Linked DNA regions of Pan troglodytes: region 1 is linked to region 2. A link is a contact called in public Hi-C data. All regions are on one chromosome and are shown on one strand. Each heading gives the region's core, a stretch centred on a gene start, on an enhancer-like site or on the middle of the called end of the contact. The rest is flanking DNA. Distances are from core to core; before and after follow the strand shown.

Evidence for each region. Hi-C and Micro-C count contacts between places; a contact is called where the count stands out from the background.
Region 1: a Hi-C map of stem cell-derived neural progenitor cells shows a contact between it and region 2, with 1.9 times the contacts expected there. The contact joins two enhancer-like sites. A contact is called at or near these places in 2 of 7 Hi-C or Micro-C datasets (induced pluripotent stem cells and stem cell-derived neural progenitor cells).

Annotation. Positions count from the first base shown.
Region 1 is chr19:92,945,141-92,950,465 of NHGRI_mPanTro3-v2.0_pri, reverse strand. No RefSeq gene overlaps it. Among named protein-coding and RNA genes, the nearest start is that of CBX4, 88 kb to the right of the region's middle. Within about 2 kb of position 3,800, at least 7 of the 24 cell types and tissues checked have an H3K27ac peak or open chromatin away from gene starts, as enhancers often do. A contact at or near this core is called in stem cell-derived neural progenitor cells, where this site is marked.
Region 2 is chr19:92,826,560-92,831,960 of NHGRI_mPanTro3-v2.0_pri, reverse strand. No RefSeq gene overlaps it. Among named protein-coding and RNA genes, the nearest start is that of CBX8, 12 kb to the right of the region's middle. Within about 2 kb of position 1,535, at least 16 of the 24 cell types and tissues checked have an H3K27ac peak or open chromatin away from gene starts, as enhancers often do. A contact at or near this core is called in stem cell-derived neural progenitor cells, where this site is marked.

The DNA.
Region 1 (5,325 bases), core at 2,551-5,050, 120 kb before region 2:
CCCCCACTTCACTTCTCCCACATCTTACTCCATCCCCTACCTCATTCCCCATCCCACGCCCCCTACCTGGCTGCCCCCACACAGGACCACCTCCCAGGGCCTCCCATCCCCACTTTTATGTTCTTGAAACCACAGACATGGAACCTTCATGCACCTGTAAGCTTAGAACTTGGCTGACTTTCCAAAGTGCTGAGCCGCAAGAGGCCTCACACCTTTCCTGGAAGAGGAGCCAGCCCCAGGCCAGGCCTGGCAGCCTCTGGGCCAGGACAGCCTCTTCCACGACCCCGCCTAACCCTGCCTGCCAGACCTGCCCGCCACACCATCGGGAAAGTGTCTCCCTCCCCCTCGTCTCATGGCCACTCCTAGATCGCAGCACCCCTGGGGGTCAATGCACAGGGAGCTGTCACCACACGGCCAGGCCAGGGGTGTCCCTTCCTCTTGTCCTCAATGGTGTATGTGAAGAATAGTGCAAGGAGAGTCCCTGCCGGGCTGGCTCTGGCCCCAAGGCCTTGCATGGGCTGCTATGGCAAAGGCCCATCCCCACATACCGTGAGATGTCCCTCACTGGGGGCTTTGGATCAAGGGCACCCCATGGTCCCAGGAGAGGCCCGTTCAATATGAGGAGAAAGGCCTGGGCTTGAACCCTGAACTCCTGGTTCCAGCACGTCCTGTGACCTCCCTGAACTTAGTGTCAGACGCTAGGATCCTGGTTATCCCTGCCAGAAACTTTGAGGGCTCCAGTGAAAGGAAGTTGGTCTCTCCCCCACATTAGTGCACGCACAGCCCTCAGTTTCCGGGCCATGTGCTCAGAGAGACACCCGCTCCTGCACCCCAGCATCTCTGTGCACACCTAGCACGTCCCTCCCCATCACGACCCTCCCCACATCCGCCACGGAGTGCCCCGTGATGCCCGCCCCCACCCGGGAGCAGCACCCAGCCCGGCCCCAGCTGGCAGCCGCCTCGCGGTGTTTGCTAGATGATAAATGAATAAACGGGGGCCTCCTGCATGCTCAGCAAATATTGCCTGAATGAAGGAACGTCGCACGAATACAGACACACGAGAGAACACAGACCATAAAAGTGGCCGTGACCAGTGCTGATGGGCTGATAAGCGATCTCGGCGCATGGAGGCACTCCGCAGGTCACCATGGTGGGCCCGGGGGGGCGGGAGAGGTTTCTGCTCACAGCCGGGTTTGAGAAGGCCCTCGTCGCTCTATGGCAACCTCTGCCTGTGCACCATGGGCCCTTTAGTTCTGATCGAGGCCCCTCTCTTGCTGTGTGACCTTGGACAAGTCACTTAGCTTCTCTAAGCCTCACTTTGCTCACCTGTGAAATGTGGACAGTAACTGTGCCCACCTCCAGTGCCCATTTCAGGAACCAGAGGCAAAGCATGAAGGGCCAAGCACAGAAAGCACTTCCCGTGGGCCCGCCTGTTGGAGACCCTCATGATGTAGCCTCAAGATTAGGGTCTGCCCTGCGTGGTGAGCCCCGCTTGGTGGCCTCCAGCTCAGTGGACACAGCTGCATCTGACTTGAGTGTCCCCATCACTGCTGCCCCACACAAACCCCAGTCACACACAGCCTCACATCTGGCCTCACCCGCCAAGGGCTCAGGTGACTGCCCCCCAGCAGGTGTGAGAGCTGGAGGCCAGGGGTTGGGATGGCAGCACTGGCCCAGCTGTCTCTGTCCGCTGCTTCTCCAGCCCTGATGGCACCCTGTGCGCCAGCAGTCCCTGGACCATTGCACAAATGAGCAAATGGAGGCATGGAATTTGGGGACGTGCTATGCTCACTCAGCCTGACTGTGGCTCAGAGTCAAACTGGACCAGAGGTTGGGGAGAGGGCCCTGCCCTGGCTGGAGGCCATGAACACAGAGGGGCGAGAGAATGGGCATCCAATCTGGGAAGGCCGCCCAGACCCGGCCACAGCCTCGGGTCGCTGCAAACCTGTGTCCAGCCTGCCTCGGTCAGGGAGGGAGTCCCGGGCCTGCCCACCCACAGAGGCTGCTGTGACACTCAGGTCTCATGTTCCCAGGTGGCCCCAGTTCCTGAGCCCCCGTGTATACTGCTTGGGCCTAGGGGTGAGGGCCCTGGAAGCAGACGCCCCCGGCAGCATTTACCGGTGTCTGCTGGATGTGACCCGGGGCCAGGCAGCAAGCAGGGGTCTCCCAGGTAGGATTCGTATGTTTCCTTGGTTTATTTTCAGCTGAGGGACAGGGCCTGGGGCATAGTGACTGTGGTAGAGTTGGCCTTCCTGCTCTGGGAGAGGGGGTAGCAGGGGAGGAGGGTCCCCAGAGCCCCTGGAGGGGTGAGGGGACCGTGGAGGAGGGCCGCTGCCTTGGGAAGGTCTCACTTCCCTGGCAGGGGTGGGATGCTGGGCCAAGGCCTCCATCCTGGGGAGAGACCTGAGGACGCATGAAGGGCAGGGGCTGCTAGCCAGGAGCCACCAAGCGTGGGAAGGGTCACGGGGGCCCTACGCTGGGAGGCTGGGAAGTGGCAGGGGCTTGACTGGCAGTGCCCTCCCTGCCCCCACAGCCCCACCGGCAGCTCATCAGGAAGCTCCAAGGTCCAGGGTTCCTCTTGCCTGTGGCTGTGGCATCCGATGCCTTCTGCCCTGGGAACACCAGTGGCCGCCGGCTCCCAGTGAGTGGCTGGCACTGCTGGGGAAGGGCAGGGAACCTGGCCCAGGGCTCCCAGGTGGCTGCTGGTGCTGGTGGAGGGAGGAGCAGACTCACCAGCGGTTCTGAAAAGTGGCCCCCGGGATGGTAAGAGTACTAGATTCAGACTAATGGGGGTCTGAGATTCTGGGCCACAGTGCTGAGTTTACACAGCAAGGGGCTTGGGCTGAAGGTCAGGCTTGGTGGGCACCTACCGAACACTCTCAGCCATTCCTCACGATGGCCACGTGGGACAGGGCTACTATTACCCCCATTCTTTAGATTAGGAAACCAAAGCACAGAGAGGTTAAGTCACCTGCTTGAGGTCACACAGCTGCTTAGAGACCAACTGGATTCAAACTAGGGGGAGTCTGGCCCAGAGTCCACACTCAGTCAGGACTGATTCTCTACGCCTCGCCCCACTCCAACATCGTCACCTTCTACCCTCTAGGTTGCTATCAAGAGAGGATGACAGCTCAAGGACAGGCGTCCCAGGGAAAGACTGGCCAAGCTCAGGGCCTGGACACCTAGATGCCCGGGGAGGGGTGGCTTCGAGGAGGACCCCGAACGTCGCGGGGAGGGAGCAGCGCAGGCCCCAGCACAACCTGGCCTGGGTCCCAATGATGCAGTCAGAACCAGTGCACACGTCAGCACCCGGAAATGACACTGGGAGCTCAAGGCCAGTGATGGCCTTCCAGCAAACCGGACACCCCAGGGGACGTCTGGGCAGTGGGGAGTGGCCTAAGCGGATGAAAAACCTGGGGCCCACAGCTTGGAGTTCAGGTCCTAGCCATCGGCCCCCATCTCTGTGCCGCCGTATCCCTGCCCGGGCAAGGGAAGGACAGTCATGCCATCTGTGCGGGGTGGACAGGCAGTGTCTGTGGGAAAACCAGCATCACTAAAGCAGACAACGTGGGAGGCCCTCACCCGGGAGTCCCTCGGGGAAGGGCAGCTGCTTCAGGAAGGAGGCCGGAGGGTCCCCTCAGTGCAGGAAGCCAGCTCAGCCGCCCCAGGCCCAGATGGGGAGGGGGCGAGGTGGGGGACATGGAGCCGGGCCCCCTTGCAAGGAGCCCTGTGCAGATGCATGCAAGGACAGGGGCTGGCCAGCCCCAAAGCCCAGCTGTGTGGCCTGGGGCTGCTCTGGAGGGGCTGCCAGCTTAGCTATCTCGGGGCCTTGAACTTTCTATTCTGTTTTGCAATCAGTTCAGAAGGCGGCATTTCTAGATTCCCTTCTTATCACAGAGAAACTTCTAGCACAACAATAGCTGATTGTACTGCTCTCTGGGGTGCGGCTGCATTCCTGGACACCCCCCACGTTTTTTTTTTTTCGTGGTATCTTTGGAACTATAATGGATCTCATTGTGATTGGTCTGTTCAGGGGACAGTGTGGCCCTTGAATTTAGAAGCGTGAAAGGGGAGTGGGGGCTGGGGAGAGGGTGGCAAAGGAGAGTAGCGGTGGGAGGGAACCCGGAGACAACCCGCGAGACAGCCAAGGGACATCTCAGAGCATCTCGGCGGTGTCCTGTTGCATAACGCAGCTGGAAACTGCATCCCCTGGACTGACTGGGTTTGAAAATATGTAGTTATTTGTCAAACCACCAATGTTTATTTTCATTCAGTTATTAAGAAATAAAAAGGGGTAGATAATTTTCACTCCCTGCCCGTGCCTGTCCGGCAGGACTCGGCAGCAGGTCGATCCGGCGCAGACTCATCTGAGTGTGACGTAGTGGCAGCCAGTCACATCGTGTCCTCTGGAGGCCGCCTGCTGCTGCGCGGAGCCAGTGTCCAGGACCTGGGGCCGGGGGACCAGAGCTGGGACAGGCCCAGCCCCTGGGCGGCATAGCTATGTGGCCCCGGGAACACTGGCTCTCCAAGGCACAAGGTCTGTGAGTGTGTCAGGTGGGGAGCCCAACCTGCTGGGGGAACCCCCAGCCCCACAAGTAGGTGCCGGCCACTGGCAGGAGGCCCTACACTAGGCCTCACAGTCCTGCCTCTGGCCCAACAGCCTGGGCCCCAGGAGAGTGCTGCTCTGGGTGCCACCTGCCGCCACGGTCTCCTCAGCCCCTGGGGACTTCCTGCCCCACCCGGGCTCCTGAGAAAACCCTGGGAGGGATTTCTTAGAATGTTCAGCAGTTGCTGCCCAGCCCAGGACTTGGCAGGAGCCCCAGTGTCCGGAAGAGGGAGCAGATCAAGTTCCGAGGCCGGGAAGCCAGGCGTGCTGGCAGGGAGGCTGCGGGCCAGCGTGGTGCCTGCTGGGTGTGGATGCTGGGACTGCTACTTCATGGGGAACGTCCGGTGGGCCTCCTGCCACCCTGCCCCTTGGTGCCCCTGTCTGTAAAGTGGCACCTCCCAGGCCCAACCCTTTCTTCACTGGCTGGCCAGGGTTCAATGGGAGCAGGTTTCGTTGGCATGTAGCACCGTGCCTAAGACAGAGAGATGGCTCACAAATGGTCGTCACTGTTGTTAAATACATAAATATGCTTAGAGAAAATGGCGTTTACTCTCTTCCAGGCGTTTTCACCGGCTGCGTCCCATTCAGTCTTCCCAGCATGATCCCAGCTCGGAGAAGGCAAGGGGCCTGGTCAAGTGTCCTGGCAGGGGCTGAACCCAGATGCATGGCTGGCTCGAGGGGCCATGTGCCACAGAGGCTCACCTGTCTGAGGCTTTATT
Region 2 (5,401 bases), core at 286-2,785:
AGGCGGCCGAAGCTAACTCGATCCAGCAGGCAGCGCCCTCCCCAATCTAGCACCCTCGTTCCCTGGCAGTGCCCGCTTCCACCACCTTCCTCTAGTAGGGACCAGGTTAGGGAATTTGAGATTTTGAAGGGAAGGAGGGCGAGGGTAAGGGAGGATGCCCAAGACGGGCGGAGGTCGCGCTGGTCATCGCGCCCTGGTCCCCATCCCCCACTCTAGCTGGCCCTCCCACGCGACCCCCACCTGCGCGGTGTTCCAGGCGCAGGCTGCCCAGCAGGGGGCATCGCCGGGCGCCTCCCGCAGGCGGCAGCCCTAGAGGCGAGCTCGGTCACAGGCACAGTCCCTAAGGGCACTAGGGTGTCCATTGTCTTAGCGGTTCCCTTTGGGTGAACTCAGGACAGGAGTGGGTCCCCGAGAGGATGGCTCTGGCCCCCACGGCGTCGCCAGAACACGCGCGCCGGAACCGTGACAGCCCCAGAGGGGTCAGCCGGACACCTGTGCATGCGTGCGCGTGCGCGCGCCTCGGCGGGTTGGGGAGGGGGCGAGGGGCGCCCCCGAATCCGCAGTGCCCTTTCTGCCTGAGTTTGAGGCGATCGAGAGCCTTATCCCCAGAGGAATAGCTACGCCTTCTCTCTTCGCCCGCTCCCATCCCGCGGGTGGGCCCGGCGCTGGGCACCTGACCAACAACCCGCAGCCACCGCTCCACTGCATTCTGCCTGGAAACCCCAGAGTGCTTCTTCTAGTGCATTTTTCTCCCCGCACGCAGGGTTTTTTTTTTCCTCAACAATTGGCAGGTTTTTAAAGTAACCTTTAAATGAGACATCGATTTACCATTATTATGATTGCATTCAGAAATCCAGCCCGAAGGGACACCCTGGGAGATGCTAATTTGGAGGTACCTAGGGCTGTTTATGATTTAGCACTTCCCTAGCCTCGGAAGCACATTTCTTTTGCAGCTAATTGCTCTGATTATCTAGGGGGGAGGTGGCGGAGGGGGGTGGGGGGGGGGGCGGACTCGGACTGTTCCCAGAGCCCCGTGCGTGCACGCAGTGAACCTGATGCTGCAGCGGCTACTGCGGCAGCGACACACTCTCTCACACACACACACGCACACACACACACACGCACAGACACACACGCACACAAGCTCCCCTCCCGCATCCGGGCCTTCCCGCTCCTCCGCCGTTGCTCGCTGGGTTTGGGGAGGGGGTGCGTGGGGTGGGAGTGGGAGCGTGCGCGGAGCGGGAGAGGACAGGCCAAGCGGCCACGGGAGAAGAATGACAACGAGGCAGAGGGAGGAGGAAGGCCGCGGGAAGAAAAATTGGGGAGAGGGTGCAGGCAAAAAGGGGGGTTAAGCAACGAGGGGGTTGCGGAGGCGAGAGGCGGAGATACCCGGGGAGAAAGAAAGGGAGGGGGCGGGGAGCGGGCGGGGGCGGCTGGCTGGTTTCCACTCGTGAGAGCCGGTTGCCGAGAGACGCGCGGGCCAATGAGCGCGCACCAGCTCAGCCCGGCGCCCGCCGCGTGCCCTTATATGGTGCGGCCGCTCGGCGGGCGCTCGCGCACATCGCCATATAAGGGCAGGAACCTAAATACAGGCTATACCTTGTTCTCCGCTCGCCCGGCCGCGGCCCCGGCGATCGATGAGCGCGCCGCCGAGCGGGCTGCAGCGCGCGGGCCCCGGGAGCCGGCGGGGAGGGGGCCGCGGCGGCCGTTCAGCCCGGGCCAGATGTGGCCGGCGCAATGGCTGCCCGGCCAGCTGCAGCGCTCGGAAGGTGCCACTCGCCGCCGCTGCGCTCTCCATCCTTTCCCTCTCCCCCTGCCTCCCCGTTTGGAGGTGCAAATGCAGATGAACCGGGATTGAAATCTAATTGCTTTTGTTTAAAAAAATGTGAACCAGTCCGCATTGAGTTTGAGCAGACGCCTGGGATCCCGGCAAACCAAGCAGAACGCCTGGGGGAGAGAAGGGGAAAAGCCCTAGGGTCTGGGCGGGGGGCGGGGGCCGGGGGGAGGCGCCGGTAGAGTGCTGCGTGGAGCCTCAGCGCCAGGAGGCCGGGAACAGTGGCCACGAGGACCCACTGGCTCTGTGCCCTGGAGGCGCGGGCGGCCTGGAGCCACCCAGGTGGTGGAAGGGAGAGGTGAGATGTGTCGCTGTCACACCTTTCTTCTCTGTCGCTGTGCCAGCCCTGCTCCTGACGCAGGCTACAAGAGGCTGGGGGGATAGGGGACAGGCCCCCCAGCTCGGAAGATTGAAGCCATCAGGGCTGGATCTGGGCAAGGAAGGAGTCATCTCAGGGATTCTCTGCCAGAGGGGCGGGGGGTCCTGGGTGAAGCCTCCTGAGATCCTGGTCGCCTTGGTCAGATTGACGCCTGCCTTTGCTGGTGACCTCAGTGTCCGTCTCGAACAGGACGCCCCACTTGCTTTCCCTCTCCCCACTTCTGGCTGGTCTCTTTGCCCACGGAAGAGGAGTCTGAGCTGCCCCTGCAAGGGTCTGGACGGTGAGAGTGGCCCCAGGATGTCCAGGGAGTGTGGAGGGGCCTCTCTGGCTAGGACACGTGGTGCACTGACCCAGTTCTCTCACACAGCCTGGTGGCACGGCGACTTGGTGCAGGTGTATGCTGTCGTAGACCTAGTGGTAGCCCGCCCAGCACCCCCACCAGGTGCACAGTGAGGCCTTTACTTCCCACGGGTGGCAGAAGGCAGGAGAGACCCCCGACACCCACAGGTCCCAAGGCCTCACCGGTGGATGGCACGGAAGAAGCTTATGCACCTGGAGCAGTGACCCCTCATATGGAGAGGACTGTCCCTCAGCACATACCCATCACCCCTCAGGTGTCCGTCTCCGCGCAGTTTAGACTGTGATTGTGTCAACCTTGCCTCGGCTCGCCAGTGCCTGGAGATGCTGACAAGAGAGCCTCTTTCTCCAAGGAGGCCATTTCCAGTAGCATGATGCCACCTATAGAATGTACCTGGAATTAGTCTGAGCTGCAGCCTTGCTGCCAGCAGTGTGGGGCTGGAGGGAGGAGCACACCTTAGATTGTTCCTCGCCAGAGTTGAGCCGAGAATGGTAGCCTAGTCACACAGGCCTTCCCCTGGAGTCCTCCTCTTGCCACCCTGGGTCTCCTAGGTAGGTATTTGGTAGCTCTGGGCCTGGCATCATTGGGAAAATGGTGGCCAGTACCCGGTGTATCTGGGACAGGAATCTGCCACTCCTACTAGGAGTCCCTAGCTTCCTGGGCAGGCACAAACTCCAGGGTTCCGTGTACTGCCCTGGGCATGTGCATCAGTGGTCAGCACTCAACAGTCAACAAGTATTTCCAAAAGGTTCAGGAAAACCCTCATATGCCTACATGAATGATCTCGAGGTGTCGAACATGGAGACCAGACTGGCGGCTCCAAGGCTGCCTGCTCCGAACACTGGTTTTGCAGGGAGAACAGGTTAGGGGAAAGAGAGAGACTTGTCCAAGGTAACCCAGTTAGCCAGGGGCAGAGCAAGCCTGAATTTCATTCTCAATCCACTGTTTTATGCGTTATGCAGGTGCATCTCTGCAGCAGCGCAGGCATGGGCTTCTGTGTCAATGTGGCTTGTCAATCCTGGAACCCAGGAGCCCTAGCATGGGGACTTGAAACTGACTACCATTGATCTCAGCCGGTCCTACTCCCTGAGCAGCTGGGCAGAGGCTGGAAAAGCCAGTGGGTCTCTGGTCTCAGGCTGCTAAGCTCCTGGTCCCGCCAAAGGCTGGGATTGGCCATAGCCAGTGACATTGCCACAGGCTGCTCTCTCATGCCAAGCTCCAAACCCTAGAGCAGCACAGCCATGCCCGGCTCCCCTAGGTGCCTGGTTCCACACCAGCAAGAGCTACCCTGAAACTTCCCCTTAGGCTCCTCAACTCCTGGGTGACAGATTTAGGTTGAGCTCTGTCCTGTGACTTAACTTGGTCATTAACAAGTTACTTAATCCTCTGAGCCTGTGTCTTCATCTTTAAATGGAGCCTCCCTCTAAGGGTTGTGATGAGGAATAGAAGCAGAGTCCCGTAAACCTCCAGCACAAAGCCTGGCTCAGAGCAGACCTCACTCAGCGGATGGTGGCTACATCTGTCCACTCCCAGCACTCTGGTACACCCTCTTGTGCCAGGCTAGATACCAATGGGATACAAACACCATAACACATCATGTCCATTTGAGCCACTGTAGAAACAGGTATTCCCAGCACTCCCTCGCAGATGCCGTGGTGAGTGGTTGGTGGGTATCAGATCCAACCCCCTTCCTGCTCTTGCACACTTTCTTCCAGTCCTGCCTAGCTCCACCCTCTGCCCTGCCCTGTCCCCTGTGACAATCCAGGGCCCTGCAACCCTTCACACACCCACTTCCCAGGGCATCCTCGGAACTGCCATGTGGACAGCCCCAGAAACTTTCCTTCCAGGGAAGGGGATGCGTGAACCCACAGAAGCTGGGGAAGAAACCGAGCCTAGGACTCCTTTCTCATCTTGGAAAAACAGCGAGTGTGTGTGTGTGTGTGTGTGTGTGTGTGTGTGTGTGTGTGTAGTATGGAGTCCTGCTTTCCTCGGATCCTGTGGGTCCATTACAGATGCCTGTCATAGCAACAAAATGGGAAAGAACCTGCCCATTCTGCAGGTGGGACCACTGATTTCTAGGAGAGAGACCTGATCTTGCGGTGCAAGCACGTGAGGCACTTCCCCAGATTCCACTGGCCACTAGTCCCACGATTTGAAGGAACTGGCAGTCAGTGTTGAGAGAGGCAGCTGGTGAGGCACCCGGGTTAGACTGCAGGTGCCGAAGGACCCAACAGGAGCTGTGGGAGAAAGTGACTCAGTCTTGCCCTGTCTTGCCGTGGCAAATCATCTCCCCCAACATCCACTCCTGTCTTTCTCCCCTTTTCTTTCCCTATACTCGATGCCCTCACTCTGGGAACGACATCTCTGTGATCTCTGCCAGCGATGGCCCCACCTGCTCCTGAAGACCCTCGACTCCCCCATGCCCACCTGTGCCCACCTTCTTCATTTTGGCTGGACACCACTGCACACCCGACTTGGGGAAAGTGAGGGTCAGACTTGGGGATATGCTCTTAGACGTTCCCGACTCCTGAGAGGGAACTGTACCCACCCCGCTGTCCCTCACTGGGGAGCTGTAAGACCACTCCAAGGCTGAAGCCCAGTGTCCTGCACCCCTATCCAGTGGACACCCTTCCCATTGCTCAGGCCCTTCCAGGCTGAATGGCGCCCCCCTCAAGAGGAGAGGTCCAACCCCTCCCCTCAGCTTGGGACAGAGTGGGGGTGGGGTAGAGAGGACAGTTCCCCAAGGGACTGCCCACCCCCATCCCAGAGCTCGTATAATGCCTGGAGCAGGCTGGAGAATGGGGTCCGCCAGAGATCCTGTCTTGCAGAC